Regions from separate parts of the Mus musculus genome. Here all the other regions are linked to region 3. The links are chromatin contacts, called in public Hi-C and HiChIP or PLAC-seq maps. All regions are on one chromosome and are shown on one strand. The core of a region is the stretch at or near the end of the contact, and the rest is flanking DNA. Distances in the headings are between cores, read along the strand shown.

The links. A called contact is a pair of places that touch in the nucleus more often than the background predicts. HiChIP or PLAC-seq counts read pairs in DNA pulled down with a chosen protein or histone mark.
Region 1: an H3K4me3 HiChIP or PLAC-seq map of embryonic stem cells shows a contact between it and region 3, with 66 read pairs. The contact joins the enhancer-like site here to the promoter of Erfl in region 3. A contact is called at or near these places in 16 of 39 promoter capture datasets (the 3T3-L1 cell line, 3T3-L1-derived adipocytes, the C10 cell line and 12 more), 3 of 15 datasets of contacts at CTCF or cohesin (the G1E-ER4 cell line and embryonic stem cells), 30 of 484 Hi-C or Micro-C datasets (the AML12 cell line, the BV-2 cell line, the C2C12 cell line and 22 more), 9 of 115 datasets of contacts at active chromatin or transcription factors (the 230-238 cell line, CD8 T cells, bone marrow-derived macrophages and 3 more) and 2 of 9 other capture datasets (embryonic stem cells and liver).
Region 2: a Hi-C map of embryonic stem cells shows a contact between it and region 3, with 2.5 times the contacts expected there. The contact joins the enhancer-like site here to the promoter of Erfl in region 3. A contact is called at or near these places in 1 of 39 promoter capture datasets (embryonic stem cells), 8 of 484 Hi-C or Micro-C datasets (embryonic stem cells and stem cell-derived epiblast-like cells) and 2 of 115 datasets of contacts at active chromatin or transcription factors (embryonic stem cells and microglia).

The regions. Positions count from the first base shown.
Region 1 is chr7:24,807,591-24,812,297 of GRCm38.p6, forward strand. No RefSeq gene overlaps it. Among named protein-coding and RNA genes, the nearest start is that of Ceacam10, 33 kb to the left of the region's middle. Within about 2 kb of position 1,706, at least 11 of the 459 cell types and tissues checked have an H3K27ac peak or open chromatin away from gene starts, as enhancers often do. A contact at or near this core is called in embryonic stem cells and stem cell-derived epiblast-like cells, where this site is marked.
Region 2 is chr7:25,185,183-25,189,619 of GRCm38.p6, forward strand. No RefSeq gene overlaps it. Among named protein-coding and RNA genes, the nearest start is that of Mir7048, 30 kb to the right of the region's middle. Within about 2 kb of position 2,684, at least 17 of the 459 cell types and tissues checked have an H3K27ac peak or open chromatin away from gene starts, as enhancers often do. A contact at or near this core is called in embryonic stem cells, where this site is marked.
Region 3 is chr7:24,941,429-24,946,275 of GRCm38.p6, forward strand. Erfl (ETS repressor factor like) reads right to left here and starts at 3,343. Exons shown (of 6, transcript NM_001370804.1): 1 at 2,987-3,343.

The sequences.
Region 1 (4,707 bases), core at 456-2,955, 140 kb before region 3:
GCCTCATCTGCCCAGGGCTCTGCCCAAACTGTGGACATTATTGGGTTTGTGGTGGGTAAGATTAAGTTGATGGCTAACTTTTTATTTAAAAGTGTAAAATGTCTGTGCTTTAAAAAAAAAAAGCTATAATGCAAAACTGGACTTCCAAATGTTAAAGACTCTTAAGGGTTAATTTTTGTAGTTGCTTGGTCTGGCCTTCTGCTTGTATATAGGCAGAATGTAATTTTGTGTACTTTGCCTTTAAAAGCCCCTGAGGTGGCTTTTAAACATAGAGTCCCAGGTGTAGACCTGGCACCAGTGTAGGACTAAAAGTTTCTTTTTTTGTTAAAATTTATTAGTAGTCAGATGGGTGACTCTCTGAACAATTCCAGACCCTTAACAGTTTGTCTGCCATACTGAGCCTTGTTAAACTCAGGTCAGTTTTCCCAGGTTCCATCTCTCCAGGAAAATCTCTCAGACCTTCTCGGTCTGGCAGAAAAAGGCTGAGTCTGCTGTGTGTAGTAGCTGAATATTTAATGCTATCCTGTATGGCAGCCAAGACCAACCACTGTCCCCAGTGAAGCTACCGTGACCATGTGAGCCATTTTAATTGATACATAGGCCGTTTGGAATATACTTCCTGCTATAATTTACACTTCTCATATACCTGATGGCATTGAGGACTAGGAAAACAGTAGCTTTGCTAACAGCATCAAGCAACCAGCGCCATCCTCAAGCCTGAAGCTGCCTTCTCTACTCACTGTTTCTAGAGCTGAGATCTCCTGCTGAGAAAGCCAGACAGTTTACCTCGCCAGCTGGCTTTGAGCTGATGAAGTCAAATTCTTCAAACTAGTTTCAGTGTAACCTTGTACTGCTCCTCAATTTAAAGAAACTCCCCTTGCCATGGCTGCTCATAGCAATCAACCACTTGTGTCTCATGGTACTGGGATGAAAGGGGGTGGGGTTAAAATTTTTGTAAGTTCTAAGTGTCTAAGCAAGTGTTCTAAGGCGTATAAATGCTAGCTGCAAAAGTTTGAGGATGTGAAATCTTAAGTTGTGATGTGTAAATGCAAGTTATAAGAGAGTGGATTAAGGCGTACGACTTTGACTGCTCCCAGTTTTAATACTCATCAATGGAGTTCTGATAAACTACTAGTCTAGCCCAGTAAAGTACTCACTATACCATTGTAAGGGTCCACAATTCACCAAAGAATGATAGCCCAGACTCAAATAGTATATAAACGCAAAAAGTGTTTTATTCTGCAGAAGTCCAGCATGCTGGATTCTACCATCTATCTACAAAGATGGAGAGACACCCCCACCACCACCAAAGTGAGCTGACAGGCCCTATTTATATCACATTAGGGGAATTCTGGGGAGGGATAGGTGACCTCTACTTTAATCTTGGCTCTATCTCTAGGGACTTTTCCAGAACCAATGCTAGCCTGCACCTCCCTAGCCCCAGATGGTCCTACAGAAGCCGAGCAGCTAGTGAAACAGATCTCTCCCAGCCCCCAGGCCTCTCTCCCCATTCTTTGGTCATCATACCAGCCTTCCTGCTCCCCCCACCCACCCCTCACCAATGCAGTAGGTTCAGCAGGAAGTAGTTATAGAACAGGCCTTGCCTCCTCTTTATCATCAACAAAAGCCTGGATGTTAGATCTCAAACTCAGAACAATGACTTCCTGGGGTGCCTTTTTAACACATCAAAGCAGACACTGGTGCCAGTCTAGCTCAGCCAATATCTGTTACAGTCTTGGCTCCCTCAGTGCTTCAGACCCTACACCCTACCCTCAACCTCTCCCAGCTTCTTTTCCCTCTACAACCCAGCCATTTGGCTATGTGGCCTCTTAGTCTCCTGGGTCGCTCCTGGCCTCTGGCCTCTTGGTTCCTCTCTTTCCCTCTCTCGCTCTCCCCCTCAGTCTGCTGGCCCAGCTCGGTTCTGTATGGACACTTCCAGACACCTCTGGCTGCGTTTTCCCTCATATCTACAGTAAACTTCCTGACCCATACTCAGGAGCAGTCCTGTCTTCATTTTTTTCATTCATGCATTACTGCCTGTTATGAAATATAATGCGGGGAGGGGGCCATGGCAGGCCCATGCCTAGGTGTCCCCTGAGAATCACCCCATACAACAGATCTAGTATAAGGGCGGTTATTTGAGGGAACAGAGGACATGTAGACAGTGTGTGATCGCCATGATGGCTGAGAAAGAGGGGAAGACAGAGGACAAAGAATCCTCAAGCCTTTTCTTGGGGAAATGGCTGACAGGCATCGAATTGCACAATATCTAGGATGCAGTACTTCAAGTTACTCAGAGTCTGCACACAGCAGAGAGACAGCACACCCCCTCAGATCCCCGCTGCTCCAGAACAGCATGGAAGGGTTCTACATGCTATGAACCATAAATAAAAGTCTTAGGGGTTAGTTTCATTGTTATGTTTCTTGAGGCAGGGTCTCTCACTATGTAGCCTCGATTAGCCTGGAATTCACTACATAGACCAGGCTGGCCTCAAACTCACAGAGAGCTGCTTGCCTTGGCCTCCCATGTTCTGGAATGCACCACCATGCTCACTAAGGCCAATTACGTCTCTGTGAATGGTTCTCTGTGATCTCTGGGTGTTGAGTTGTTAATTCTATGAAACATGTAAGGACTGTCGTACCTGGATGGCACCCACCTCCCTTGTGTTGTGTCCCCACATTGGGGTTTGAGTTTTATCAAAGTAGTGTGGGGAGTGGATTGTAAGGATACTGGATAATGGTGGAAGGAACCCGAACAAGCTGAGTTTATCAATATGGGCCAGTGAGTGGAGATTCAAGCTTTAATATGGTTAAAGTTTTAAAAAACCAAAATACCAATTTTTAAAAGTGTCCAAATTTTGACTAGCTAGCTGAAGCACTTGTCTGAAAAAGAGCTGGAGATGCCTGGTATCCCTTGATTTGATGTTGAGGGGATTTTAAGGCTGGGGGGAATTGCAGTGCTAAAGTGGGTCCACTTTATAAGCCTCCACAGTGGAAATGCCGGAAGTCACTAGTTCTGTGAGATCTAAGATGGCGAGCAGCACCAGCTCAGATGAAGAGCTCTGCTGCTCTTTCCCCTCTGCAGACCTCGGGGTGAGAGGTTGCCGCCCAATCGGACGCATTGCACGAGATGAGAGTGACTGGACCCCAATGGTACGTCTTCCCATCTCCTGGTGTCTTTGTCCATTACTTCCTTCAGTGTTTTAAAGTTGTGTGCTTGTGTGTGTGTGTGTGTGTCTGTGTGTGTCTGTGTGCATGGTTTATATATATATGCATATATATAATGTGTATATATGTGTGTGTGTGCATGGTTTATATATATGCATATATATAATGTATATATATGTGTGTGTGCATGGTTTATATATATGCATATATATAATGTATATATATGTGTGTGTGCATGATTTATATATATGCATATATATAATGTATATATATGTGTGTGTGTGCATGGTTTATATATATGCATATATATAATGTATATATATGTGTGTGTGCATGGTTTATATATATGCATATATATAATGTATGTAGATAAACACACACAGATACACAGACACACATGTTTTGCTACTATTTTGCTTAACCGGTTTGTCAGCTGTCAGGTTTCTGTAGTCTTTAAGGGATATAACATCTGCAAATGAGAATGCTTTGACTTCCTCCTTTCCTATTTGTATCCCTTTTATGACCTTCTGTTGTCTTATTGCTCGGGCCGGGACTTCAAGCACTAGATTGAACAGAAGCGGAGAATGTGGATATCCTTGTCTTGTCCTGATTTTAGTGAATGCTTCTTCCACATAGCATGCTGCTGGCCTCAGGCATGCTGTATATGGCCTATTATGTTGAGGTATATTCCTGTCTCCACGGGAATCAAATGGACAACGCCACTGGGATCAAATGAATCTGTTCTTTCCAGGCCATCCCAAGCAACAGAAGCAAAAATCCAGTCTGTTTTTTAAACTGGACTCTGAAAAATCTATCATTCAAAACAAGCCAGATACAAAGAAACACTACTTAAATGCCATTTAAATGCAATCCATGAGTAGACAGGCGTAATTAGCGATGCTGGGAATTCAAATTTAGGGGTAGAATTAGCTGCTAGAGTACTCGAGCTTGGTAGCAAGGGAAATATTTTACAACCTATTCAGGGAGATTAGCATACAATGCACTCATTTCCCCAAATGCACTTGCAACCAGGCGTGGTGATGTGATATCTGTCATTTCTGCTGCCCAAGAGCTGAGGGGAGAGGCCATGCTGAACAACAAAGCCAGACTCCCCAGTCAGTCCGAAAATACTTAAATGATGAGGACTGTGAATATTAAATGATAAGGACTGTGAATATTAAATGATGAGGACTGTGAATATAATCCAGTAGTACAGAGCTTCTCCAGCATCTGTAAGGCGCTGGGATCTAGATGTACAGACACGCACGCACACGCACATGCATGCATGTGCACACGTATGTGCCCATAACTGATTAATCAATCAATCAACTGAATCGTAAATAGGTCATTTTTAAGTGAAAATGTGGAATATATTCACAGTGGGGTATCATTCAGCCAAAAAGATGGAAATTGAGTCATCAGAGAAGTGGATGAAACTAGAGCACATCATGTTAAGCAAAATAAGCCGCACTTAGACAAGTCTCGAAAGTTCTCTCTTATGTACAGAGCATAGCATAGAGGGTGGGAAGGAAATGAGAG
Region 2 (4,437 bases), core at 1,434-3,933, 240 kb after region 3:
TTACCTGGTGAACCATTCTGGCAGCCTTTCTTTCCTTTCTTCTTCCCGCCCTTCCTTTCTATTTTTACACACACTCTGCCTCTCCAAATGTGTGTGTGTGGGGTGTGTGTGTGTGTGAGTGTGTATGTGTGTGTGAGTGTTGGGGTGTGTGTGTGTGTGTGTTTGAGTGTGTGTGTGTGTGTGTGTGTGTGTGTGTGTGTGTGTGTATGTTTGTACCTTAAGGGTGGGTATGCATGTTTAACTACCTAAGGTTCCAGGCCAGCCTGTTCTACAGTGTTCTGTCCAAGAGAACAAGCCAGATGCAGTGGCACACAGCTGTAATTCCAGCACTTGTAAATCAGAGACAAGGTTGCCGTGAATTTGAGGACAGCCTGGGCTACATATCAAGTCCCTATCACAAACAAGCAAGCAAGCAAACAAACAAAGCAAAAACCTGAGGGTAGCTGTGTGTAGGATTGCATACTGTCAAGCTATGTTCATACGTTTTCTAGGCACTAGCACTATGGTCAACTGCTGCAGAAGGCCAGAGTGGAGGGACAGGACCCAGAGCAATGGGACGCTGAGAGTCCCAGGCTCGTGGAAACGTTTTGGATCACAACTGTGGTGGTTACACTGCTCTCTCTCTCTCTCTCTCTCTCTCTCTCTCTCTCTCTCTCTCTCTCTGTGTGTGTGTGTGTGTGTGTGTGTGTGTGTGTGTGTGTGTGTGTACATCATACTATACCTATCTCAAACAAATTAAAATCAGTGAGTTAGGGTCTTCTGTGGCATTGCATACCCCCAGCACTGGGAAGGCAGAGGCAGACTGCTCGACGTGAGTTCAAGGCCAGGCTATGAGTTTCCATCCCTCTACTCCACTCTCTATCTTTCTCTCTCCATACATTAAATAATTCTTTCTGTCTATGTGTTACATGTATTAAGTAATTTTTTTTTAATTGGAGAGTTTGGGGCTAGTGAGAAGGCTCGGTGGGTAAAGATACTGACAGCCTGAGTGTGAGTCTCAGGATTTGCATGGTGGCAGGAGAGAACCCATACCTGCACACTGTCCCCCAATATCCTCAGGCATGCCATGCATTTGTAGACCCCATAAGTTAAAAACAAAAAAAAGCATTAATTTTAAACTTGGTGACATTGGGTGCATAAAAACCATACTGTGTGCTGGAGGCTTCTGGAAAGAGATGACGCCTGAGATAAGACATGATCAAGAGGGAGAAAGATGAGGAGTGTTCCCCAGTCAACAAGAACACTTGCCAGACATGGTGGAGGGCACCGCAATCCCAGCACTTGGTGGGCAGAGGCAGGAGGTTCAGGCCTATGATCCAAGCTGCTTAGGAAGTTAAAGCAGAAGGATCATAAATTAGTCCAGGAAATAAAATAAAATGTGGGGAAATGGCTGAAGGGAAATGCTGCAAAAAGTGCATTGCCTTTGCAGAGGATCTGAGTTCGATCCCCAGCACCCACCCCAAGCAGGTCACAACTCCATGGAATTCTAGCTCCAGGGGGTCCAACAGCTCCTCTGGTCTCCAGTTACCCCCACATATTGTGTACATATAACAACACACAAACACATAGTTGGAAATAATAATGCAATGATAAATGGGAGAAAACAAGATTCAAGGAAACAAATAAATAAAGTAAATCCCACAGGGGAAGCGCTTGGTTTGCATTCACAGGGCCCTGAGCTTTCTCTGTGCACTAGAAGGGGGACGCTAAAAAGAGAGAGGCTGTCTTAAAATATCCTTGACCACCTTGACCACGTAGTAAGTTCAAGGCCAGTTCGGGCTATGTGAGATGGTATCAAAGAAAATTCAGGAAGGAGGGGCTGGAGAGTCAGCTCATCAGCTAAGAGCTCTGGCTCTTCCAGAAGACCCAGGTTTGATTCCCAGCCCCCCATGTGGTGGCTCAAAACCATCTGTAACTCCAGTTCCAGGGGATCTGGCAACCTCTTCTGGTCTCTGCAGGCACCAGGCCAAATGTGATACACACATATGCAGGCAAAACACCCATACACATAGAATTTTGTAAACATTTAATTAAAAAAAAAAAAAGACAGGAAGGAAAACAAAACAAACAAATTGGGTGTGGGACTTGCCTACAATCCCTGGGAGGCTGAGGCAGGGGGATGGAACATATGAGGTTTTCCTGGGCTACATAGACAGACCTTGTACTGATAATATTAATATTGATTAATAGTAACTATTAATTAATATTTATGTAGAAAGATGTGGTGGTGTAACCTTTTAATTGGAGAAGCAGAGACAGTTGGATCTCTGTGAGTTCAAGGCCAGCCTGGTCTACATAGAGAGTTCCAAGACCAGCCAAAGCTACACAGTGAGAACGTTTCAAAACAAACAAACAAACAAACAAACAAGCAACAAACAACTCCTTCCCCCTCCCCAATTTAAACAAACCAAGAGACAGTGAAGACACAACCCCAGGGCTACTGAGACATGGTGTCAAATAAGCTATCTACATCCCCAATGGTCCATGGGGATTCTCTAAGACAGGAATGGGAACTGTCCGAAAAGAGTCCCCTGCCATCTTTCAGCTCCCTTCACTTGGGAAAGCTATCCAACTACCAAGTAGCCTCAACTGCGTCGGAGCTCCCTAAGTCTCTGACCACATCAGCCAGGCTTGCTGATCACAGTCAACGCTCTGGAGTCCATGTGGCTGCTGCCCCCTGGTGGCCAGAGTGATGCATTACCAACAACTCCGTGGCCAAGCCCAGCCTGACCCTTCAGGAGCCCAGGCCAGACCACTCCCATCACGCGCCTTCTCAGGCTCCAGGCCAGCCCACATCTTAAATCCAACATGAGCTTTTCAACCCTACCTGGCTTCCCTTCTTTGCAGCATACAACCGCAATCATATTCAAAAGTACGCTCTCAGCAGCCAAGAAGGCCTGATTTCTCAGTTCCGTGCAAGCTTGAATCATCCCGTCCCCACCCCCCACCCCACATCTGCTATCTCCACGGCGGCAATCCTAAATTTGTCTACAGTTTAGCACTCCCTCCCAAAGCCCCTCTTGAAAGCAATTCCAAATTAACATCTCAAATCGGTGCATGCAGCACACCCAGACACGGGTTCCTGCCCCCTCCACCCCCCTAGTCAAGTTAATTCAGATAAACGACCCCCATCCTTGACCTGTTTCTCCTCCTCACATCCAGTCAGGCTCAAAGTTCCAGCCAATTCCCCAACCGCCTTCCTTAATAGTAAAATGAACTTTAGCTGTGTGAGTCGACACGTGCCTGTACTCTACCACTGAGAAGGCAGAAATGAGTAGGTGGAGATTCAAGGCCAGCCTGAGCTACATAGTGAGACCCTGGGGCATGGTGGCTCAGGCCTGTAATCCCAGCTTCCTTGAAGGCTGAGGCAAGGAGACCGGAAGTTCAAAGCCTGTCTAGGCACTTTAATGAGAGCATCTCAAACACAGAGGTGGGAGTGGACATGGCCCTCACCGTTAGTTCCAGCACTCAGGAAACAGAGACAGGCAGAGCTTTATGAGTTCAAGGATAGCCTGATGATCTACTTAGCCTGTTCCAGGCCAGCCAAAGCAACACGGTGAGACCCTGTCTCAAAACAAAACAAAACAAAACAAAACAAAACAAAACAAAACAAAACAAGACAACAAAAAGGAAAGGGAGGGTCGGGCAGGTGTGAACATCTTCACACCTTCGGGGGACGTGGGAAGATAATTTCTTTTTCAAAAGGTTTGTCTATTTTATATTTTATATTCATTATTATTCTTTATTTATTGGGCGGCAAGAGTATGGTAGTCAGAGAACAACTTGGGAGAGCCCACCTCTGCTTCTTTTTGTCAAGGATTCACAATCCAGTAAGAGAGAGAAATGCATACAGAAATCCCAACCACAGAGTTGGCAAGATGTCAGAGCAAATAAGGGAGCTTGCCTCCCACCCCACCCCCACACACACACCATGGCCTGATCAATTCCCAGGACCCTCGTGAAATCATATGTAACTTGTTTTTTCTTCAATCACAACAGTAGAGTCCCCTGGCATGCAAAACTAACCTGGAGAATTTCCTTGAGGTCTTTTGGTTTGGATTCAGTTGGGTTTTTTTCAAGACAGAGTTTCTTTGTGTAGCCCTGGCTGTCCTGAAACCAGCTCTGCAGACCAAGCTGGTCTCAAACTCCCGCCTGCCTCTGCCTCCTGAGTGTTGGGATTAAAGGCGTGCGCCACCCCCAACCCAGCAGGTTTTCCTGCTGAGTTTTAAAAGGGAAAAGTCTTCTAACAACAAGGAGAAAGGCATTAAAATTAGAGAGAACGCCATGACCGGCGTTCATGTGAGGATTAGTTGTTTGTCTCCCTGTGGAAGGGGTTATTGAAGAGTCAACAGTAAGAGAAAGATGCTGAAGAGACTGCCTGGGGCTCAAACATTAAATATCATTGGAAAGTAGAAGAGAGGAGTCACTGAGGTTTGG
Region 3 (4,847 bases), core at 2,093-4,592:
AAAACCGGCCTAAGGAGGTGAGCAGTCCCTAGGGAACTAACTAGTTGGATGGAGATGGGCTGTGAGGAAGGACTGGTGCTTCTGGGATGGAGCGATTGGAGATAAGATAGGATCTGAAGGACTGGTCCTTAAGGTGTGAGCAACAGGTTGAGAGGGCTTAACAGTGAAGACGAGGGGTGGGCTGGAGTATCAGCAGGCTCACTGGTGCTCAGTGATGTTTACCGAGGAGTGAGGATTGTTACACGCGTGGGAATAAGCAGAGAGAGGTAGAGCAGGTACCAGGAGAGAAGTGCCTGCCTCTGGGGTACCAGGTTTGCCCAGAAGCCTGGGTCCCCCTTGGAGGATGTTGAGAAAGAGAGGTGTAAGGCAGAGAGACGGAGGGCGGTGATGCCTGGGATAGAAAGACGAGGAACAGGTGTGACCTTGTGAAGTGAGAGACACGCGTGCTTAGTGTGTAGAAGACACACGGAGGGACATCTGGTACCTGAGGCACAGGTGTGAGGGAATGTGTATGAGTCAGGCAGTGTCCATGGCCAAAAGCCTGGACATGTCTTGTAGAGACAAGGTGGTAGAGATGAGAAATTGCCAGCACCAGCCATGCAGCCATGCAGCTCTCGGTGTCTCCATGGACAAGGCTCTGCTGGACAGGCAGAGTTATCAGGAAAGATATACATGCTAGCAAGGGATGCCTGTGATCTGGGGGGGGGTGTGGGCGGGGGGGGGGGCTGGAGAGCAGGTGGCAGAGGAGGGTGTCTCTGTCTCTGCGACCAGTGGGGAAGGCGGGTTTAGAAAAAAAGATGGCAGGAAGTGTGTTGGGTTTGGAGACAGGCAGGGTCTTACACAGCCCTGGCTGGTTTCAAACTCACTCTGTAGCCAAGGGTGACCTTGAACTTCTGATCTTCCTTTCCGCTGGATTCGTGGGTATATATGCTGGTTTAGGCAGTGCTGGGCATGAAACTCAGTGTTCTGCGCTACACAGGTGCTCTGTGAACTGAGCTACAGTCCCGTGAGTGTGAGGGAGGGCTATGCAGGCAGAGAGGGCGTGGGGGTCACATGAGTGTAGTTTTGGAAGGACGGGTGTAAGGGTGGATGAGGAGGGTGGGTGGGGTCATGCTGCTATGTGCAAAGAAAGAGGTGTGTGTGTGTGTGTGTGTGTGTGTGTGTGTGTAACAGGTATTGCTGGGGGTGAGGCATAGGTTACATATAAAGGCTTGTGAGAATCAAGTTCTCTGAGAGAACTGAGGGAAAGGTTTGGAGTGTCGCAGGGGACCGTGTGACTTGAGAAATGGAATTGGTGAAAGGTTCAGATAGAGGTTTAGATTTGGGGAAACAGGTGTAACCTGGGAGAGTAAGTAAGAGAGGGCACCGGTTAAGTTATGCTAATGAGCTTCTCTGGGGCAGCGATCTGGAGGACCCTGTGTGCACCTGCCCTGTGAGCCCCAGAAGCATGTGAGGGGAACAGACGACAGTCACAAGCAGGCCATGTTCCCTTAGGTCCAGATGGGGAGAACATGGAGGCACAGGTGAGTTGGATGTGGGGTGCGGGTGGAGGGTGTTACCTGAAGCACAGGTGTGCTGTCTTCCCAGGAGCCAGTTCGAGCTGTCAGGTTCCTCCCGTGGCTCTAGCTCAGGGCTTGGGGAAGCCTGGGCCTGCCGGGCAGCTCGGGCTCCTGAGGCTGTTTGGCGATGCGGAGCGCGTCTGGGCCTCCGCGGGCCGGCGGGGCGGGGGGAGCGGGCGGGGGGGCCGTTTAGCCGTGATAGATCCGCGCGCCGCTTGTCTCTTAATCTCCGGAGCGACCGATCGATTCGCTATTTCCCTTTGTTGCCAGAAAATTCGATCCTGGGCCTGGAATTAGGTCCCCGGCTTAATCTGAGCGGAAACCAGCGAGGGGGAGACAGAGACAGAGATACTGGGGGAGACAGAGACGGAGAGATAGTGAGAGACAGAGAGATGCTGCGTGGGAGAGATATAGGCACAGGGAATCTGGGAGGGGTAGTCTAAGGGTTAGTGCCACCGAGGTAAGAGTGGTGTTGTGAGAAACAGAGATAAAGAGTTAGAGAGACAGATCCTGGGAGTTAGTCGCTCCTGGTTCCTTGGAGAGCTGGAAGGAGATGCAGAGATGCTGACAGAGACAGAGACAGAGAGACAGTGAAGAGATACTTGGGCAGTGAAGATATGGCAGAGGTGGTCCAAGGATGAATTACACAGGGGGTCCAAGACATCCCCAGACCAAAGCTCGAGTCTAGGCACTTCTTGCTCCCAAATGGGCTGACCCCAGGTCTGGCTCCAATATTCTTCCCATAGATCCTGTGATCTCTCACGCCAAATATGCAGATACAGTTTTGTAGACTCTCAGACTTGAACTCCAGCCCCAATCCAGACCTCCTTTCTCTCTCTCCTTGATCCAAATCTCAGCGCTGATCCTCAGTCCCAAGCATCCACAACCCCAGTCCTGACCTCCATCCCCGACGAGTCAACTCCATCTCCAAAGAGCTGGGGCTTCAGCACCAAATATCCCCGACTCTAGTCTCTAAGCTCCAGTCTTGACCTTTAAAACCCATGGTACTCTGATCCTAAATGTCCAGCCTCCTCAGGCTCAAATACCCAGACCCAAGCTCAAGTCAGCCTTCAGCCCCAACCCCCAAATAGTCACACTCTAGTATGTCCTGTTCCCATTCCCAAGGCTCCCATATGCACACTCTTCTCTCCCATACCTTGCACCCTAGTCTCGAGGTCCTATCTCCAGGGCTCATCCCTCCCACCTCGCACCCCTGTCCACGAGATGCTCCGGCGGGATTCCCCCCAACTCCCCAGAGTTAAGGCACAGCCGTGCCCCGCTGACGACCACCAAGCTGCCCCGCCTCGGACACCCCCAAGTTGTCCCGGGGTCTCTGGGGACCACCTCCCGTGCCCCGGGCCCCCGCCCCGGACAGCAATCCCCGCCCCTCATCCCCGCCCCCGAGACGGCCCGCGGCGCTCACTCACTTTCCGCGCCTTGCGCATCCGCTCCGGTCCGGGGAGAAGTGTTTAAAGTTCGGATCCCGCAGCCATGGCCCCGCGGCGTCCTGGGGAAGGAGACCCCGGGGCGAGGGACACAGGATGTTCGGAGTCCCGCGAAGACGGAGACTGAGAGGATGGGGTCTGGAAGTCCCTGAGACAGCGTGACAGAGACAGGGAGACAGAGACGAGGGGCACGAGCAGAGACGGGGAGATGCAGAGAAGAGACACCCCAAAAGAGACGCGCTCAGAGGACGGACGCGGGAAGCTGCGAACCCAGCTCTGGGCCAAGACGCGGGGGACTGTGTCTCTGAGCCCCCTCCTCCCCTGCAGTTCCTCTTCCTCCTCCTCCTCCTCCTCCCTCGCTCCTCCACGGCGCGGCGCGCTCTCCCGCCCTCGCGGCCGCCCGGCCGGGCTCGGCGCGCAGATATATGGAGGCGGCGGCGGCGGCTGTGCGGGGGAGGGGGCGGGCGCGCGATCGATGGAATATAATTTTCCTCAAACTCGGAAAATAAAGTTCAGAGCTGATCAAATTTGAAAACAGATGTCGAATTGCGACTCTAAATAAGGTTCGATCCCGGGACTGAGAGAGTGGGGGTGGGGTAGGGGCAGAGAGACACCCCTAACACCTTTCCCCTTTCCTCCCCACCTCCTCCTCGTCCTACATGGGGAAGACTCGCAGACAGACGGACAGGCGGTAGAGAAGGAACCGCTGCTACACATAGGTAAAGCGGGTCCTGGCCTATGCAAGGAGGGACACACACACAGCCTGGACTGGGCAGCTGACACGCAGACATAGGAACACATAGAAACAGTGACATAGACCATGCAAACACACACACACACACACACACACACACACACACACACACACACACGACACAGATGCACCATACAACACAGAGCCGGGCACATCACCAGCGAGCATGACCTGTATTCTAGACACAAATTCGTCACACAAACCTCCCCCCCCCCCATCGCTTCCTTCCTGATCCACCCTCACAGGGAGTGCACAGACACAGGGTGTCACAGCGACACATACCCCACATCAGGGTGCAGACCCACACTGGACAATCACAGACCGACTGGAGTCCAGGTTGGACACCCTGAGGCGCTTTCCTTCACACAGGCGCCGATTTAGTCTCACAGTGCATACCTGCTGGGAAAGGCTCAGCCAGTTTGCTCTCACTGGAAGATACTATCAAGCATCTCCAGGACCCCCAGAGCAGTTCATCATCCACGGGACCTGCTGCTGCAGCTTGACCTTGCTCTCTAACTGATCACCTTCCCTTTGCCCTCTCAACGCCACCCTTTTGGGGCCTCTCTTCCCCAGTTTGTACTCTCCCCTCACTCCCCATGTCAGGCCTCTCCCCACTGCCAAGCCCCAAGAACTCATTGTGTTTTGTTTGGATTGTGGTTTCACGTAGCCCAGGCTGGACTCAGCATATTACTATGTAGCCGAGGCTGTCCTTGAGCTCTTGCTCTTCCTGCCCTGCCTCCACTTCCCAGATGCTGAAGTTGTCAGCATATTGCCACCACAGCCTGACCTCTAAACCTCATTATTTGGGGTAAGTGCGGCCTCTCCCAGGAGGAGCAACTATGTTTCAAGACTGGCATGCCCAAATGGATACTTTGTGTCCAGAACCCTTAAGTGGCAGTCACCACTCCAGCCCTTCAAGAGCAGACATTCATCATCCATTTTGCCTACATCACTGGGTCTTAGTTTCCTTATCTGAAAATGGGCTAACTCAGAGTGGTGGGTGGGTCAAATGCATTGCTTGCTATAAACATTGATTTTTCCCAAGTAATCTACTAAAACTTGTGCAAACCTAGGCTTGACTGACCTGGT